Linked DNA regions of Mus musculus: region 1 is linked to region 2. The links are chromatin contacts, called in public Micro-C maps. All regions are on one chromosome and are shown on one strand. The core of a region is the stretch at or near the end of the contact, and the rest is flanking DNA. Distances in the headings are between cores, read along the strand shown.

Evidence for each region. Hi-C and Micro-C count contacts between places; a contact is called where the count stands out from the background.
Region 1: a Micro-C map of stem cell-derived neurons shows a contact between it and region 2, with 2.5 times the contacts expected there. The contact joins the enhancer-like site here to the promoter of Adgrb1 in region 2. A contact is called at or near these places in 4 of 484 Hi-C or Micro-C datasets (cerebral cortex, embryonic stem cells and stem cell-derived neurons), 6 of 115 datasets of contacts at active chromatin or transcription factors (double positive thymocytes, embryonic stem cells and pancreatic cancer cells) and 3 of 9 other capture datasets (adipose tissue, liver and pancreatic islet).

The regions. Positions count from the first base shown.
Region 1 is chr15:74,562,345-74,567,734 of GRCm38.p6, reverse strand. Adgrb1 (adhesion G protein-coupled receptor B1) reads right to left here. Exons shown (of 31, transcript NM_174991.3): 18 at 3,634-3,775. Among named protein-coding and RNA genes, the nearest start is that of Adgrb1, 49 kb to the right of the region's middle. Within about 2 kb of position 3,239, at least 129 of the 459 cell types and tissues checked have an H3K27ac peak or open chromatin away from gene starts, as enhancers often do. A contact at or near this core is called in cerebral cortex and stem cell-derived neurons, where this site is marked.
Region 2 is chr15:74,513,044-74,518,849 of GRCm38.p6, reverse strand. Adgrb1 (adhesion G protein-coupled receptor B1) reads right to left here and starts at 2,654. Exons shown (of 31, transcript NM_174991.3): 1 at 1,984-2,654.

The sequences.
Region 1 (5,390 bases), core at 1,990-4,489, 48 kb before region 2:
CAGAGACTAAGATACGTAATAACAGTACATATTTCCCCATTGCCCCTCACCAATAACACATACTGAGTCTTGATCCCAGTCGTATTTTCACTCTGATTCTTAATCTGGTGACTATTCTGAGTACTGATATCAGGTAAACATCGAGCTTTGATCCTTGTCATAGGCTGAACTCTGGACATAGTCACATATTGAGTCCTGACTCTGGTCACAAGTTGAACTCTGACCCTGTACATACACACTAAGCCCTGATTCAGGTCACAGGTTGAGCCACAATCCTGGCCACACACTGAGCCCTGATCCCGGTTACACTCTGAACCCTGCCCCTATTCACACACTGAGCCCTGATCCTGGTTATACTCTGAACCTTGAACCTATTCACACACTGAGCCCTGATCCCGGTCACACTCTGAGCCCTAACCAATCCCAGTTATGCTTTGAACCCTGTTCCTCATAGTACTCTTGAGTGTAACCGTGGTTACACTCTGTTACCTGACCCTGCCACACCTGGGCCTGACCCTACTCACACACCTGCCCTCATCCTAGTCACATGCTGAGCCCTGATCCTGGTGACATACTCAGCCCTGAGTCAGGTTAAATGTTGGTACCAATCCTGGTTACTTACACACAGGACTAGGGCCTGGTCCCCTACCAGCTAAGTCTGAGGCATGTCCCAGAAGCAACGACACAGCTGGCCTCACATTCTGTTTACTACGGCCAGGCTGTGTCGGGCACCATAAACACACTGCCTAGTCCATCCACAAAGCTCAGGCAGGTGGTGCACCCCACTCACAGGTGTGACTCAGAGCAGTTACTCACCTCCCGCAGCCGCAGCCCAGCAGCATCTGCGCCCACACCCTGGCTCCCAGCCAGCTCCCCGCTCCTAGGTCTGTCTCCCTCATGGCATGCCTTGACCGGTTTGCAACCCTGGCTTTGGGTGCCACACACTCTACCTCCACCTCAGGCCCTTTAGATAAGAGTCCCCTGAGCCACTGTGTCTGGTACATTGTCTCTGCCCAGGCTGAGGCACCTTCCAACTATCTGGTTCAGATAGTCTTTCTGTCGGCCAGGGAGAGGAACACCTGTCTCTCTCTGCAGCCACCTACCTCAGCTTTGGCCACCGCTCTGCAGCCGGACAGGTTGTCCTTTGCTTGTTTATTCCTGCTAGGGTCTCGTCTCCCCTGCTGGTCTCCACCCTGTCTCTCCTGTCTTCCCTTTCCTTGGTATGAAGTTAAGCCCTCCCTCACACTCTGTCTACTTTGTCTCTCCTGTCCTGTGTTCCATGTCTCTCTCACATCTCGCACATCCCTGGCAGCCCTGTGCCTTTCTCACCTAAATGGAATAGCTGCCACCCCCTACCCCTAGCTAGGCTAGTGAACTCCTGTGCACCCCCCAGGACCTCACTCCAAACCTCCTCTTTACAAACTCCTTCTAGATGCTGGTTTGGGGGAAAGAGGATCCTGCCTGCTTCCAGGTCTTCCAATCTCCCTATAGGGCACCATCAGGTTCTGCCTAAGCCCCCAGCCCTGAGAGTTCAAATGTCAGCTTGGGCCAAGTAAGCTAGCTAAAGGTCAGGAAAACCTTAGCAGGAGCACTTTCTGGTCCCTCCCTTCCAGCATCTTAAGTAGGGTCTCACCCCTACGGAAGCCAATATGGGTGAGATAGGAGGGGTAGGTAGAAAGGAAAGAAAGACCAAAGGGAGACCTGGTGGGAGGTAAACAGAAGCCACACCCACAATAGTCGTCTGCCCACCCCCACTCCCTGCTTGAGCCCCTGCACTGAACACAGGCTGCTTTCCAGGGAGTCCTGCAGTTAGGAGGGCAGGTTGCTATCGCATCACACAAGTAAGGGAAAAGGCTCCAGGAGGTACCACCTGGCTCTGAACTCAGCTTCTGCTGCCTGGTTTGGGCTACAAGAGACTGGGAGATCTGAAAGGACGCCCTGCAGAGACACTGTTTTGTGACCACTGACCTGATAAGCAGAAGCCCCCAGAGCATCCATGCCACACAAAGCAGAGCTGGGGACAGTCCATCTGCTCCTCCCCGTCAGGGTGACCTCATTCTCCCTGTCCCGGGCACTTATCATGGTCAGGTCTACCTGTGAAGGCTCCACACCCAAACCCTCTGCTCTCTCCGAGCATCAGGGGCGTCACACCAGCTATGGCTGCTCCAGGGGTCCAGCTCACAACAGCAGTGCTCCTCCCTAAGGACAAAGGACCCCCTCCTTTTTACAAGGGAAACTGAGACTCGAACAGACAGAAGGCCGATCCAGGATAGTGCCGTGTGTAAGAAGCAAGCCCGTTTTTTTCCCGGTCTTCAGCTCCGATCTCCTACAGCCCAATCCTGGGCTGGAACAAAGGAAGTAGGGATATGGCCTCTGCAGTTCTCCCTGTTCTGGTCCTACTTCCATGTTCTGAGGCACAGCAACCTAGGAGCCCAGGCTAGACCTATGCTGCCCAGGTCAGCCTCTAGAAGTCCTGGCATGAACATGCAATAGCCATCTATATAGAACCCACCTCTTGCACGGAGTTTCTAGGGTGGCCCCAGCCATTGCCCTCGTCTTGCCCACAGACAAGTCAGTCCTGCTGAAGGATCTGCCCAGTTGCAAGGCACATGGGACCCAGACTCACCATGGGACCTGGAACTGGCCCTTCTTGGCCTCAGATTCCATGACTATCAAAGAGTTTGGTATCAAAGAGTTTGGTAGCAGCTACTGAGGTCCCTCTGGTTCTGAGTGTCCATGAGACCCCAGCTGACAATGTATGCCCTCCTCACTTTCAGAGAATAAGAGGGTGGCCAAGCATCTACATGGAGTTTGGGCTCTCAGAGAGCCAATATCTGTCTGCCCACATCCAGGAGAGCCAAGTCCTCTCCCCAGAGTCCTTCATTCCAACCCTGGGGCCTCTTCCACAAGAGTGCTGGGCTGGGCTGGGTGCCAGGTCTCAGACCCTGTCTCTTTCCCTTCCTGGGCCAGTCTGGCCCAAGAACTCTGCAGCTCCAGTCCCTACCCCCACTCTCCTGGCCTTCATGAGGCTGTAGGGACAGGAAAGCCCACCAGTTTAGAGGGCTGGGCCAGCACCCAGAGCCCCAGGCAGCAAGCTGGCCTGAGATGCTGTCACCATAGAAACCAGCAGCCCCCACAAGAATCACAGGAACAAAAAAAGGAGGCCCCTGAGACCATGGGGCCTGTCTAGGGACTTGGGCCAGGCCCAGCAGCCTCAGCCACCCCCAGAACCCTGCCTGGGGACACAGCCACCTCCGCAGCCCAGGCTCCACTGGGGCGGGGGCAGGCAGAAGCGCTGTGCGAAGGAGCTCCTCTTCTCGGTTCTCTGCAAGCAAAGCGAAGGGGTCCACAGGCCTGCTTCCCAGCCCCAGTTGTAAGGTCTCCAAGGCCCAAGGCCTCCAAGGAGAGTGGAGACAGGACCCACCTGACAGTCACTTCCTGAGGGTCTCTAAACTCCACACTGCCACCCACCAGGCTCCCACTCACCATCTCCAGGACTTCAACGGGACACTGTGGCTGCCAGGCGCTGAGACCCCTGGGGGGAGCCGGGCCTGGCCCTGAGCCTCCCGCCCGCCCGCGCTCATGTCCCCGCCCGCGTCCCGCGCCCCGAGCCCCCCGCCGCCCGGGTCTCACCGCGTCGGCGCTGAGCTGGGCTAAGATGGCGAAGGTGGAGAGCCGGTCACACAGGCAGCGCGTCCGGAGGGCATCGAGGGGCACCGTGCGGCAGCCGCGCCACGACCAGGGCCCGAGCTGCGGGGGGGCGGAGGAGGAGGGTCTGCGGGCGGCGGGACGGGAGACAGCGTCAGCGGCGGCGCGCGGGCTCCGCGCCCGCCCGGCCCGGCCCGGCCCGCACCTGCGCCCGCCGCGCGACCGCCCCGCCGCCAGGACCCGCCGCCCCGGCGCCCATGGCCGCGCTCTGCACCGCCCGCCGCGCGCTGGAGACGCGGAGCGCGGCCCGCGGGAGCGCGAGCCGCGGGAGCGGCGGGAGGGAGGCGGGAGCTGGCCCGGGGCCCGGCCGCCCCGCCCGCCAGCTTGCCCGGCCGCGAGCCCGCGCGAGCCCGAGGCCCTGGCGCGGGGGCGCGCGAGGGGCCGTCCCGGAGTACCCCAGCCTCACAGCCCGGGGCTCTTCGGAGCTGGTGACCTTGGGATGGCTCCATCCCGCGCGGCCGCGCGGCTGCATCCTCCAGGACCGGCCGCCAGGGTATCTGCGGCTCCAAGTACGGGACTAGCACAGCCCTCCCTGCAGGGAGCTGGCCAGCTGCTGGAAACTTCCCTCTGCGCGCTGACCCTGGCCCCTCCTGCTGCCTCCAGGCCTCCGCTGGCCCCATTTCAGTTAAGCAAAGTGCTAGTTAGCTATGTTCTGGATGCACCAGGATCTGAAGGATTCCAGCAAACACCCCCTCCTTCTTTTTCTACCCCCACCAACCCCCCGGGGCCTACCAGGCAGGTCTCTAAACAGAAAGTTGCCAGCTTCCATCTTTCACCCTCTGGCCCTGGGGTTGAGCTTGCCCTACAGGAAGTGCCAGGGGCCACCTTTTTGGAACTCAGTCCCAGAAGCACCCCCCAGGATTTGGGCTAACAAGAGTTGCAGGTGGGAGTGGTCTCTTGAACCCAAGGCCAGGAAGGCTTTACCCTTTCCCAGCCCAAGGCTTTGGGAGGCCAGCCAGATGTCCTCTCTATGTACCCAGGAAGCCTTTAGGCTGTAGCTTCCATTCCTAGCCAGAACGATGGCCTGAGGCCTTTTCCAGGCCCCCTCCGCAGTGCCAGCAAAGACTATAAAATCCACAGACAGGAATGGGCCTGCCTATCTACACCTGCGGTGGGTTTTCTTTGTCTGGTTGCTTTCTCTGGTGGCATTAGACAACTTCCCTGGGCACAGCCCTGACTAACACATAGCCCTGACTGCACATATATACTAAGAACGAAAAGACTAGCCAGATATCTGGATTTCCACAACACTTCTGCTGCATCCTACCTGCAGGAGCACAGTTACTTTTACCCCCTTGCCTCAGTTTCCTTGTCTCTAAAGAGAGGAGGGACTCCCAACACAGCGCAGCGCTGCACAACTCAGTGCCTGACTGGAATGCATGCTGGCAGCCAACAGCAGCCTCAGCTGTCAGGAGTCTAAGCCTTCCCTTAATTTCCAGTGACTCCTTTCTTCCTTCCCCCTCTTCTCAACAACCCAGTGAGTCAGGCCCAGGGAGGTAGGACTTGCAGCATCTGCATCTCCCTCTCGGTCCCTCTGCCCCTCAGAAAGAATTACTCCAGAGAAGCCTGACAGGTTATGGGCTAGCCTAGGGGTTGTAGCGCTGCTCTGGGCTTTGTGGGTTCCTCTCCATCCCCTATGCTGGTTAGCTCACTCTGAGATGCAGTGCACACCAAACTACAAG
Region 2 (5,806 bases), core at 1,405-3,904:
GGCTTGCGGGACTGACTCGGCGGGCAACCTACACCCCCTTCCAAGGCCCCAAATTTGCGCGCGCGGGGACGCGCCCAGGAGCCCCTGCCCCCTCCTTCGCTTGCTTGACCTTGCTTGGGTACTCAAAGCCAGACCCTACGGCACCCCGGCGGCGTCCGAGAGCAGAGTTTTGAGGCCACCCGCGGTTGAGAAAGGAGCAGCTACCTCCTCGACCTCCCTTGCTGCTGCGGCTGCTGCAAGGGTCTCAGAGAAATGGAAGACTCGAAGGTTCTGGGAGATGTTACATTCGCTTTCTCCGATCCCAAATACGGGATACCGCCTATCAGATAAAGAAAAAGGACCCCAGCCTCTCTCCCCACGCCTCTGCCTGCTGTTTCTGTCCCTGCAGTAGCTCCCACCAGGGGCGTGTTTATGGCTCCAGAGCACAGAGGGTCTCCTTGGGCCCCCAGGGTGCAGACGCGCAGACCTCCCAACCCCCTCCTCAACACGTATGCCGAGCGGCTCCTCTGGGGCGGGAGTGCGCGCCCCGTGCCCACCCACGCGTCTTCATGCCTTTCAACTCCCTCCGAGTTGCCGCTAAGGAATCTGCGCCCCAGACCCAGGGGAGAGGAACGTACTGGGGACTTCAGGGAGGGAAGGGGCGCGGAAGGAGTGGACTAGGGCTGGGCTAGTCTTAGCCCAGTCCGCGCGCTCCGAGAGAAACTTGGAAGCCCAAAATAAAAGTGGAAAGGGCAAGGGTGCCCAACAGGCCCGAGAGGGTGCCAGGCTGGTGCAGCCCTCTGGGCTGCCTGGGAGTGACCAAGCAGGAGCCACCGCGGCCAGGCGGAGGGACCCAAGCACAGAGCCGCAGCCTCCGACCAACCCTCAAGCCACCTAGCTTCGCTGCGATTCTCCATTCAGCTGCCCACCTCCCCGGGGGCAGGGATAATTTCTGTTCTGCTTAGGCTGCACAGAGGACCAGAGCAAAGGGCTCCGGGCCGGATCCCGAGCCCTCAGAATTTCAGGAGGGGGCGGGGGCCATGCTCATTCCTAGAGGCAACGGCACGCAGCTCCGAAAGAGCGCAGCGGCAGCGGAGGCTGGTGGCCTCTGCCCACTGGAGAAACGCAACCGGGAGTGCTCGGTGCCCAGCTCCGCTGCTTCGGTCGGAGAGGGCAGCGGGCCGACCCAAAGTTCAGGGCAGCCTATCTGCGCCGCCTGTCCAACCGAACAGGAAAGAACACCGGGAAGGAATGAGCTAGGGCGTATGCGCGTGTCAGTTGTGATGGTGGGGGCGCGAGGACAGCCCTTTTTTCCGAATTTGGAGATAAGCCTCCGGGGGTCTCCTCTGCCATTGTCGGGTCTGTAGGTGAGAGCTGTGACGGGAAGTCTGGGGGCTTTTCTGCCCGCCTCCAGCTCTGTGCTGGGGGTGGGGATGAGATGCAGCCGGGCCCTATAATATATGTAACGGGCTCTGGGTAAGATCAGGGAATGGGGGACACACCGGGTTGTCTCTCGCGAGCCTCCTTGGGCCAGCATAGGGAGCCAGGTGGGGCTCCCTCAGACCCCTGCTAGCATCTCTGTGTCGGAACACCACGGGAACGCCTTCCCCAGCGCGCCCTGGGTCTGTGGGGGTAATAGAGCAGGGGGTGCTTCTCTGACTGAGCCTGCCAGGTTGGCCCGGCTCTGCCTGGTAAGGATGAGGGGGAGGTGAGGAGCACCAAGAAGCCTCTCCCACGTCCAGGGCGCCCCCTCCTCAGCCCGCCCAATGCGGGATCGCAGGGACCTGCCAGATTCCATTGCCGCCGCTAGAAGAGGAAGGGGGCTGGGGAAATGGGGCTTGGGGGGGGGCTTTCAAACTCCCGAGCTCCAAGCCTAATCCTGAGAGCTGCGAAGCTCCAAACGGCGAAGTTAGGAAGTCCGGGAGGCCATCCCTCCTCCGACCCCCTCCCAGAGCGAGACGCCCCCTTTCGCCGCGCCCCCACCCCCTTCGGAGCCGTTCTTACCTTCCCCAGCAGCAGAGGCCCCACGGGCGAGCAAGGACTTGATCCAGCGACTTGCAAAGCCCCCGGAGCGCACCGCGTCGCCAGCGGCCGAGCCGCGCGCCCGATCCGAGCTGGGGCTACTGTCGCTGCCGCCCCCGACTCGCTTTGGGCCCCGCCGAGACGTTCCCAAGAGCGCACCCGCGGGCGCTCTCAGGCTCCTCCCCACCCCCTGCCTGGCGGAGCCCCCCGGGCGCCAGAAGGGTCCGGATGCCCTGGCTGCGGGCTGTGCTGGGCGCGCGGGCCCGGAGGCTGGCCAGGACGCGGCGCGGACGCCTGTGCCGCCGGCTCGCCCGCTCAGCTCGCTCTGCCGGGGCCGCCGCCAACGCCGCGCCCGCCGCCGCCGCCGCCACCACCGCCTGCGCCCGCCGCTCCCTCTCCGGCCGCGCCGCCGCTCCGGTCCTCTCGCCTGCCCGGCTCTTCTCGCCTTTTTTCCCTTCCTGGGGGCGGGGGGGGGGGAGCGGAGCGGAGCCGGGGGCGGGGCGGCGCGGGCAGAAGGAGGAGGAGGCCGAGGACGCGGAGAAGGAGGAGGAGAGAGGCAAGCTGCTCCCCCGCCCGGCTGCCGGCGCTCCCCAATCTCTCGCTCTCTGAAACTGGATCCCGAATCGGGAGCCAGAGACTGCATTACGGATTACATCAGGCTTTATAGAGCTTCCAGATCACACATTAGAGGGGGAGCGCGAGCGGGGGGCGGGTTGGGAGGAGGGGAGCGGGATCACGGAGAAGGAGTGCGACGCTCAGGCGAGCGCACCTAAGACAGCCGACTCCTGCCCCACGCAGCAGGAAAGCCAAGAGTTGGGACTGTGCTCTCCTCCAGGAGCAGGGGAGTGGCTGCATCTGGGTGACAAGTGGTGGACCAACAAACGGATGGTTGGAGAAGAGGAGTTAAGGGCTGTGCACAGACCAATAGGTGTGTGGGTGGTGGAGGCAGGTGAATGTAGGTAGAGGCTGTCGGGAGGGTTGATGGATGGACAGGTAGCCATCAGGGTCAGGGTCGGTGGAATTGCGGAGGCGGGTGAGGGTGAGCAGGACTGGAAGAAAGTGGATTTGGTGGGTGGCACCATGGGGAGGGCTACATAGATGGGTGGGCCACGCAGATGGAAGGATGATGCATGCATAGGTGGATGAGTGGGTGGGTGGGTTGGATGAGTGATGGGTAAAGAGATGGAGTCAGAGGCAGGGACTGGGGCCCTTCCAGGGAGAGCAGGGGTGGGGCACTGAACCACTTCATTTGGGCCTGACCGGTCTAGACTTTCTGTCCTGTGATGCTGAGAGGAGGGGAGCCCGCCAGGGACAGAGTCAAAGGGGGGTGGGTTTTAAAGTGTCCCTGCCTGCCAGTTTCCATCCATGGGTGGAGAGAGACCTCAGTTGCTTTGTCTTCCATCATAAGATCCCTGGTTCCTCCTCTGTTAGGGACCCAAAGGGGTGCCTCTCTCTATAAGGTATGTTCACCCATACATCCCAGGACAACAATGGATGTGACCCAACACATATGTAGGCCACAATGCCATGTTTCAATGTCAAAAGATTTGACACTCTAGGTCTAGGCTGACAACAAGAGTCCTGGAAACCCTGGCCTCAGAAAAGTTGCCTTGTGTTCTTTTCCACCAAGATGCTTCTGCATCAGACCCCTTGCTCCTGTTTCACAATTTGTGATTTGCCCTGAACTCAAAACCTTTTGTACAGGGCCCACTACTTTGCACACTTTAGCAGACCAGTGGCAGTACCATTGCTACCCAAGGACACATGGGGTCCGGATGTTTGCATCTCTCTTCGGAGGCCACTGTCAACAACAATACAAACTCACAGCCACTGTCAGCACTCTCCCTGCCAGGTGTCAGGACCCACACTGCTGTCCTGTAACTCCCACTAAAACATCTTATCAGTTCCATCAACATCACAGTCAACCTACACCTCTCTCTCTCTCTCTCTCTCTCTCTGTGTGTGTGTGTGTGTGTGTGTGTGTGTGTGTGTGTGTGTTGGGAAGCACCTCAAGCCAATTAGATACCCAGGCACTGAACGTGGTACTCTGCATACCAGTTACTCCTGCAAGGCCTCACCTTGCAAGGGTGTCCTGAGGGACCGAGAGCAGGACCACACTAAAGCCCAGACCATCCTATTCGTCAGTACCCTGTTCACTTAGGCTTCTTGAGAAATGCCATTCTTCCCAAGGTATTTGAAATCCCAGAAAGGAGGCGGCATACCTCCCAGGAGACCTCTCACGACCCTCATCTGCTCCTGCTGGGCCTCTGAATCTTCCAGCCCCTGGAGTTTAGTTAGCCCTGCTTTGGCCTTTTTTAGCTGCAGTAACAGCCTGTGGTCACCAGGGGGCCTCTGATATCAGGCCAAGAGACAGCTGAGCAGCAGCGAGGCTGAGTCAGGATCCAAGCACTTTCCACACTTGTTTCTTGCTGATAAGAGAAGACAGCAGAAATCCCTGGCAGGGATCTGGGGATCTGACCTGGAGGCTCTTGGGGCAAGGCTGAGACCTGCTTGGCCTGGGATATCAGGGCAAAAAGGGGATATCCTTCTGAGGATAAGGGGCTAACCGTTCCTCTCCCTGTGTGGGAACTCATTCTTGCCCCTCTGACTGCTGCTCTCTGCAATTTTCCCTCACCCAAGTTTCTGATTCAGAGTCCAGACGGTGCAAGGTAAGACCTCAATGGGATCCCCTTCTATCTTTGCAGACGAGAGCAATGTCAGAGGCAGGGAATGCCACCCTGAAGCAGCCACATGCCAAGTCAACCACAGCCTCAGTTGTCCTGGTCCCCCTGTGAGCCCCCTCCACCAGACACAAGTAACTTGAAACAATTCCTCCAGCCAAATTGTTTCAGGATCCTACAACTTTAAGCCAGGGTGTTTGCCACCAATAGCTGTAGTTTACAGCCAGTAGCTTTTCTCCCAATACCCACACTAGCCTAGATCCACCAGGCACCATTCTATACCCAAATCTGTTTCCTTTCAAGTATACGGTCCTTGCTGAGAAGCCTTGAGTGATCTACTGAGCAAGCCCCAAGTGGCTGGATCCCAACCACGAGTCTCATAAAACCAGAGAGAATGAGACTCTTAGCTTGGTGCCTTCTTAGCGTCAGAAAACAGAATATGGCCACAGTTAAACTCAGCCATGACATTGAACTCACCAACCAGAAACTCTACTCCAACCTAAACTCTGACGCTAGTCGGCCTGAGCCATGATTCTATAATGATCTCATTATGCACTGGAGCAATAATAACACCTCCAGTAAGCTTTGCAGTTAGGGCAGAGTGCTTCCATTCTAAAACTCAGCAGATGCAAGGCCCTCCCCTCCGCCAGCTCCGCCCCGCCCTCCACCAATACCCTAACTCTCACCTAGCTCCCCTCTAATACCACTGCACTGTGAAAATGCCAAGATGGAATGTTGGAGGAACTGATGCTAAGAGCAGGTTTGCCTTAGCTCCCTCGTCAACGAGGCTCTGAATTCTGAGACTCTCCTAGGAAGCCTCATTGGCCTCCTTATGTGGCCCCCGGTGTTTCACAGATACCTCTGCCTCAGCCCAGCCATCAGCCAAGCCATATTTTGCAACCTCCTTGGTCTCGCTGCTCAAGGGACTCTGTTCATGCCTGGGTCCAGAGAAAGATGGTGATAGACCTTCCAGGTTCTATGCCTTGAGGCCATCCAGGGCTAATGGCAGCCAAGACAATCAAGGGGTTCCAGGAGCATTTGCCCAACCACTCTGTTTTTGTGATGCACCTCAGAATTCCTTCATCATCTCTGGTACCACCAATCTACCGCACAGACAGACTGGG